Linked DNA regions of Gasterosteus aculeatus: region 1 is linked to region 2. The links are chromatin contacts, called in public Hi-C maps. All regions are on one chromosome and are shown on one strand. The core of a region is the stretch at or near the end of the contact, and the rest is flanking DNA. Distances in the headings are between cores, read along the strand shown.

The links. A called contact is a pair of places that touch in the nucleus more often than the background predicts.
Region 1: a Hi-C map of skeletal muscle shows a contact between it and region 2, with 5 times the contacts expected there. The contact joins the promoter of LOC120809443 here to the enhancer-like site in region 2. A contact is called at or near these places in 2 of 6 Hi-C or Micro-C datasets (both in skeletal muscle).

Annotation. Positions count from the first base shown.
Region 1 is chrX:11,223,722-11,227,435 of fGasAcu3.hap1.1, forward strand. It overlaps LOC120809443 (1-aminocyclopropane-1-carboxylate synthase-like protein 1), which reads left to right and starts at 1,567. Exons shown (of 16, transcript XM_040163256.2): 1 at 1,567-1,697; 2 at 3,133-3,714. The coding sequence starts at 1,593. It overlaps LOC120809446 (furin), which reads right to left and starts at 2,015. Exons shown (of 17, transcript XM_078082744.1): 1 at 1,608-2,015; 2 at 1,268-1,443.
Region 2 is chrX:11,169,058-11,172,990 of fGasAcu3.hap1.1, forward strand. It overlaps LOC120809442 (alpha-mannosidase 2x), which reads left to right. Exons shown (of 25, transcript XM_078082741.1): 25 at 1-1,142. It overlaps LOC120809446 (furin), which reads right to left. Exons shown (of 17, transcript XM_078082744.1): 17 at 3,192-3,933. Among protein-coding and RNA genes, the nearest start is that of LOC120809442, 13 kb to the left of the region's middle. Within about 2 kb of position 2,279, at least 1 of the 9 cell types and tissues checked has open chromatin away from gene starts, as enhancers often do.

The DNA of each region.
Region 1 (3,714 bases), core at 317-2,816, 54 kb after region 2:
CCCAACGCAGCACTCCAGCTCTAGTTCAGACTGCCCCGCCAGCCGAATCATCGCCCGCCATGTGCTCTGGCCTCCGTTCTCACCGGAGAGAAAGAACATTTCTGCAGCATTTGTGAAGGACCGGCTGAAAGCCAAACTTTCCTCGCCCGAGAGGGGGAAATTGCTCCAAGTCGGATTGCGATTGGCAGACCGGATGGTATTGTTCGGGCATCGTTGTGCTCCCATCAGGATCGGCGCCTGCACAGTTGGAAGTGAACTGCGCTTTGATCGACAAGGAGGCGCAGTCTGAAGCGAGCGGGGGGGGGGGGGGGCGGGGGGACGATCCGTCCATCTTTCCTCCCGCCGCCCAGAGAGATTGAGATGGAGAAGCCTGATAACGACGTTGTCCGGGGCGGCAGCAACGTGTCCGGCAGAAAGGAACCATTTCTGTGAGTGATGTCCCAGAGAGAGAGAGAGAGAGAGATCCAGCCATCACAACCCTGGCATTGTTCCCTGTGTCAAACACCCGCTCATCCACCACGCTGTGCCCTACTGTATAGATGAGTTAGTGTTGACACCTGGGGAAGAGGGGGGGGGGGGTGTCTTCCTACTTCCATCTCCTGCACTGCGTTCCTGTTTTATGTTTTTTGTCATAAAGAGTTTGCTACGACGCAGTTAGCAGCGTTGTTGAGGAATCAAGAGCGAGAGATGGTGTGCGTGATAAGCCAACACTCCGCACATGGGCACAGAGGAGCATCCCTTTTAAATAGCCTGGATAGCTGAACTGACTTGGTTGTCAGAAGATGTAGTCTTAAGTCTTATTGGGGGGATCTTTAATACGACGAGGTGTCCATTTGAGGAGGGAAGCTTAGAGCCCTGCTTTTCTCCTCGGTGGCTGGTGACCTTGACCTACTACCTTGCTGCGATCCCACTGGGAGTTGCACTTGAGGTCAAGATGAATAAATAAATTAAGGTCAATAACAATAATAAATCACAAGACAGCATAGGACGAGTTGAACTGCTTTTTTTAACAGTTTGTTCAAACTGAGCGATTCCTTTTTTACACAAAAAAGGAATTTCCTTTTTGTGTGTTTTTAAGTACACACAAATAGGTTGGTCTGGTTTTGTAGTAATTTAAAATGGAATGAGAAAAATAAAATAGGGAGACGGAGAGAGGGGGGGAGAAATAAAGGTAACCTGAATCAGCAGAACCAACACCAGACGCGCTGCAGGAAGCTACACAGCAAAGACGAAACAAGAGTTAGAAGAAAGCATGCCGTCATCTCACCGACGATAAACTTCAGCGAGGAAGCGCTGCGCACGAGCCCGTCAGGTCATCTCTCACTCCGGTAACGAAACAACAACTAAAATAAAAAGGCTCCACCCGTATGGAGGCAACGCCGCTCTCTCTGTGGGAGCGCTCGCCTGACTGGGAGCACTGGTGAAAGCTGGTGCTGGCAAGCGCTGGGGAGAAAAAAAAAGAGACTTTACGCAAAAAGAGCCTTCATGCTTTCCGCGAATCGTCCCATTGTTCCCACCCACTCCTCCACAGCCCCCCCCCTTTCCTCCCTCCTCCCTGCTCTCAACACATCTCGCTAACTCGCGAAACTAGGATGCTCGCACGAGACCTCCTGCCTCCTCATCGTCTTCCTCCTCTTCCCGCGGGCGGAGACTCTCCTTCCTCCCGAGGGTTTGACTTCCCATCTAACCCCGAGGCGGTACGTCCCCCACTTAGCTAGCGGGTCCGCGGAAGCCAGCAGTGATAAGGGGCGATCGCGCCCGTCCTCCCTCCAGGTGACGGCCACGTTAAACCCTCCACCAACTTGCCACTAGCGTCACTTGGGTTATATTTTGCCCGTTGATTTGTTCTTAGCGGGCTTTGGTCAGTTGTTTCACGTGATTTTTTTTTTGCTTGCTACGGGTTACGTTATGCTGATATAAATTCACTGGCTAAATAAATACACGGATGGGAGGGAGAAAAAAATGGAGAAAAATGGGGCTACGTGCCAATACTATATAACGGCTCAGCACTGTATGGAGATGACAACAAACTGCCACAAACCATTTTCACCAGGAAATACGTCACATAATGGGCCGCTAGTGCTCGATTTGTACACCGTGGTCGCCGAAAGGGACGGGTGATTGTTTCAATGCAGACAAAAAACTGGAATGAACTTGCCCGAGGTCACCTTTACCCACCCTATATTCGCCATTACCAGTTAAACCTCAGAATTAGGTGAAATTGACTAGCTTGTTGATTCATATGGCATAATAATAAAGTAGCAATCTATTATGTACAAGTATATACGTATAGCAATTAGTTAGTTTTACCTACAGAGTGTAAAAATTGCTTTGCTAATGCTAAAACAGATTTTTTTTTGAGAGTAATTCTTTTTGTGTGATTGCAAACCCGATCGTCGTTTTTTAATCGCTTTACTGGATTACTGCGCTGCGCGTGTGAACAAAACACACATCCCCTTTCAAGTCAGGCGGTCTTGTACCGTACATGTAACCTCTGTGTGTGACCGCCATCTTGTGGATATCTATTCACCCTACATGCATGGGGGGGAAGCCCACCGTACGCTAGAGGGGGCCGTAGCACAACGTTCCCTGGTGTGACTCGTACGGTTGTGTCGTCTAGCCGTTACATAGCCTGGTATATAAGTGAACCCCAGCACCCTTTCAAGCAGCTACCCCTTAGCGCGGACCAAAGTTATCCCGGAATAAGGACAGCACGCATGTGCAACAAACCCGGATGTGGATGTTTCGTACGCGGCAGTAGCCTGGAGTCCAGCTAAGTTATGACAAATCATAACGAGCTGCTGAAAATGAAGTAAACAGTACCGGCAGAATAAAGCGCTAGCATTTCGATCCACTAGAAACCGTCTGACCGGACCGTGACATGAATGAACCCACGTGAGGGTCACGTAAGAGTGACAGCCCCCAAAAAAACAATCTGCTGCCGGAGAGCTGCACTCGTACTTAAGCGGCCAGAGATCACCAGCTGGTAAATATCGCGCCTTCGTTGTTTAAATAAACTAACGTTAATGTTACATTGAGAACGTCGTGTGCGGGCATTCCGAGGCAGCGGTGCCCACTCTTCCCTCCCCCCCCAATGTTTATCCCCCATTATCCTTTCGTCTTGTCTTGCAGACAGCTTCCCGTAACTTAAAGGGGATGGACTTCCGCGGCCGGAGGCACGAGCGGGGAAGCAACTGGACCGACCCGGAGATAGTGGAGCTGCTGCAGCTGTGGTCCGACGAGTCGGTCCAGATCGAGTTGGAGAGCTCGCTGCGCAACCAGCGCGTGTTTGACCGCATAGCCCACATCCTGCGCGAGAAGGGCATCTACCGCACCGGGGACCAGTGCCGGGAGAAGATCAAGAAGATGAAGCTGGAGTACCGCCGCATCAAGGACAACCACAAGCTGAGGTCGTGGAAGTTCTACGACGTGATGGACCGGGTGCTGGCCAACCGGCCGGCTATCACCTACTCCTCCATGGGCGGAGCGGTCATCGCCCAACAGGTGTTTCAGGGCCACGCCGCCGGGCCTGAGGCGTACCTGCAGGGGCCTCCGGCAGCAGGCGCCTTCGGCCCCACTTCCTCGGGTGGGTTTCTGTTTGGTCAGCCCCCGAAAGCGGGCGATCCGCTGGCCATCAAGTGCGAGGACGTTGAGGAGGGCATGCTGAATGCAGACGACGCTCCCCCCGAGATGTACTACGGGTCTGGAGACGAC
Region 2 (3,933 bases), core at 1,029-3,528:
GCGGCCACAGACTGGCAACAAAATGGGGTCTGGGTCCCTCTGTTTTGTCAAGCAGAACCATGAACTCTGCAGCTCAGAGAAAAGGAGTCCACTGTAACAGGGCTGACTGCACAGCAGGGGGCAGGCAACGGCTGTTACCGTGGGCAACTCCGAGAGCAGCAAAAAAAAAACCCCAGTGAACGGCTATAAGACAACAAGGAAGACTGCCAGAATCGCTCATCAGACACATCCGGGTGTCACCTGGTTCTGCTTTGTAAGAAATTGTCCTTTTTCTATCTTTGCTCCATCCTGGACTGAACTTCTGAATGTAAATTTCCCAAAAGATGTGTGGGTGGAGGGCTGCGACTGGTGCAATTTACAAAGCTTTATTTGGGTGGGTGGGTATGTTTATTTTGTTCATGGATGCAATCAAGACACATCACAGTGATTTTGTTTTTATACTTCTTTTTTTTGACAGACTTTAATGCAGCGAAGCGAATGTGTGGTCTCTGCTCGCGAGGAGACCCGTGCTGCAGCTCTTGAAGCTCTTTATCGTATGTCTGAGTCCATCGGCCACTAGTAATCATTAATCACATCCAATGACTTTTACCTCCTTTTTGCTGGATTTTCTTGTCGATAGTCGACAGACTTTCTTTCACTCTTTTTCCCTCCGTGAGCTTCCTCTTTGCTGGTGAGAAAACGGCCCATTTCTAAGTTTGTGTCATTCCTGTGCTCGTACTTGACTGCTGAGTGTTTTGTGGACTATTCAAAGACTCAACCTCGTAACCACAAGGCAGATAAATCTGTATGAGAGTATGTTGTGAATATGCAAGGAGTTTTTTTTTTTTTTTTTTTTTGGTGGTGTATTGAGATTTACAGTGCACACTATCAGGGACCATTCTTAGTACGTCTGTGTCATCATTGCGGCGCAGAGGGAGATTCCCATTTGAGATGAAGAGAAACAAAGGTTTGTTCACCCAATTAAAAATCATCCGGTCATTCAGATTGGGTTTTCAAATGTCCATTCAGAGCTGCCACTTTTTTAATTTAGTCTATGAAATGGCAGGAAAAGTGTAAAACGCAAAAGTTGTTATTTTTAATGACTTGTTTTGTACCAACAACAGTCCAAAACAGGAGGACATTAAAGATTTTCAAACTGGAAAGTAGCACTCATCATTTGAGAAGCTAAAATTGCAGATTTTGGATGAATTTCCTGCTTGTAAGAGTATGATGAATTATTGTATACAGCTATTAAATTATATATGTAAAACCCATGGGCATAAAGTACATCTCAATACGTGGACTGGGACACTGTCCACAATAGTTTGTAAAACTGTCAGCTGGCCACTGTTGAAGTTTGTTTATTTTACCTTTTAATTATTGTATAATTGTGACAAATTTCTCAAAAATGAACGTCAAACCAAAACTATCTGTAAGCCAGTATACCACTAAGGGACCAGTGACTAAAGCTTGGTAGAGAAAAAAGTTTTGGGTGAATTGACCCTTTTTGAAAAATAATTTAGCGGACTCTTTCATCCGGAGAGCAGTTAGGTTTGTGTCTTGCTCAGGGACACTTCGACATGGGACATGGAGCAGCCAGGATTTGGCCCCCTATCCCCCCTCCTGCGTCCGCTCGCTTTGACTGGTCTACTTATTTTCCCCCAAGAGAGTTCTGCTGTTTTATTGCTGTCCTCCTACAGCTCGACGTCTTCTGTGGGACCGCACCTCATGTCTCACTTTCTCCTGTTGGCCAACGTTGTCATAAGCTCCTCTCCCTTTGTGTGTGTCTAAATCTCTGTACCGTGTTTTTCCTTTTTGGAATCTGATGTCTGCTGTAGCAGAATATATGAAGGCAAGATCTCCTATTTAATTATTCATGATGGATTAAATCGGCAGTAGAACCGAGGAGATGAAGATCAAAACGAAAAGATTTTAAACAGTTTCTGAAATTCGATCGATTTCTATCGCACTGGAGAATCTGCTTCATTTTCACGTGTTTTTTGTGTGTGTGTGTGTGTGTGTAATGAGCTCAATTGATTATCAGAAGGGGGCAATGTTGAGTCAGTCCAGCAGCACATCCTGTGCACACATGCTGTCAGTCAGATGGCTGTCAAGGACTCAACCTGACATTAAAAACAGAGCAGGCTGTCTGCGTCGAAGCTCACGTAGTTTAACCGTGGCAGGTCGTCCCCCCCCCCCCCCCCCATGTGTCCCCCTTGGTCAGGTGCAGGCGACGGCGTTGAGCAGCAGGGCTCACGCTTCGTGAAAAGGGATCAGCAGCACAGAGGGATACAGAAAGCGTGGTGGCGGGGAGGCCTGAGGCCTGAGAGGGATCACTGCACTGCGCGTGTGGAGGGGGAGGATGACTGTACTGGCTCCCCCCCGGGGGGTCGCTCGGCCTCTGCGTTTTTAACTCCACTCTGCGACTGCGTTTCTCAACCTTTCCTTCTCCATGAGCATCACATTCAGCAAACACACAAACAGGGTGCGACTGGCGGGAATAAGCGGACTGGAACCTCGGCGCCAACGGTGCTCTTTTAATAATACGTTTTAATGAAATATTTGTTGTCCCCAGGACCTTTTTGTGGGCATCAACGACTGCTAATTAATACAGACTAAAAAGATATACGTGGTAGAACCGATGACAACCAGCAGATGGATTTAAAAGGGCACAAGACTTTAAAATCCATCTGCTTTTTAACTCGCGAGCCAATGCATGCACACTTCTATTTTCACACGTTTGGAATAAAAAGCGTGGCGCTTCTTAGGGGCACCGAGTTGTGCAGCCAGTTCTCCTGGCAGATCTAATTATGGACCACAGAATGTACCTTCCCCCATGTACCCAGTTACCTGCGTTTTACAGGGTGTTATGAAGAAAAGCAGCTAATGAACAACGCCGCTACCAGCTGGCAATGTTTCCCCCCCATATACATACAAACCTTTTCCATTTATATTCATTTAAACCATATTGAAACTTGTTCCTTGGCGGCATTTCGGAAGCACGCTTGCAGCCCTACAACTGAATATTAGGGAGAAGGAAACGGAACGCTGGCGCCCTGTTGAGGCCAAAGCGCCCGCAGTGAAGGAAACACGCTTTCTATAATGTACAGACGTGAAGAAGTGATGAACCATCTGCTCCCTCGGTCGGCGTCGGATGCAAAACAACCCCCGAAAGTTTTCAAATCTGCCAGTATAGACACAAACAGTCCATCTATGCAACAGACAGTTTTTTATTCCAGCATGACGCTGATATCCACAATGTCAACATCCATCGTCAGTTAAATAAAAAAGGATATAAAACAAGCATAGAAAATGTCATACAAGATCTCATTACTTTATAACTACTTTGCATTGAAAGACTGATTCATCTTGCGCGGTGGTCTACACTGTTAATAATAATAAAGCCTTGTGTTCCTCTTCCAATGCGTGGGGCTCACAATGAAGAGAGAGAGAGAGAGCTTCACCCTGATGAAGATGTCCTGGAGAGAATCTACAAAATCAATATGCTCCGTGGGGAAAAAATGAAGAGAAAATAATGTAATTTCTTACCAGCAGAAACCTGGAGGAGCCGCGCTGTGAAGGTCAGCAGAGTTATTTTCATTGGATTCAAAAACTGTGTTACTTTACAACAAGTCAATGGGAGTTTGTGTCTGTGCCGTGGAGGCAATTCCCACTTTGCAAGGATTGAAAACAGAGCTTTCTTATAGAACAGCCGGCAGGGAGTTTTACCATACTGTCCCAGCAGTCTTAGTATTAATGAATAAGGCTCTGAACTTCATGACCGCTGGCCCACAATCTGCCATGTATCTGATACCAAATAACTTAAATGTCCTGCCTATGGCCTATGGCGCGGCGTTTGGGGCTACAAATGAATGTATGTATGGGAAAGTACTCAAATGGCTTAGAGGAGCAGTTTAATTGCCACAGAAAGTACTACGTGTACTGTATGTGTAC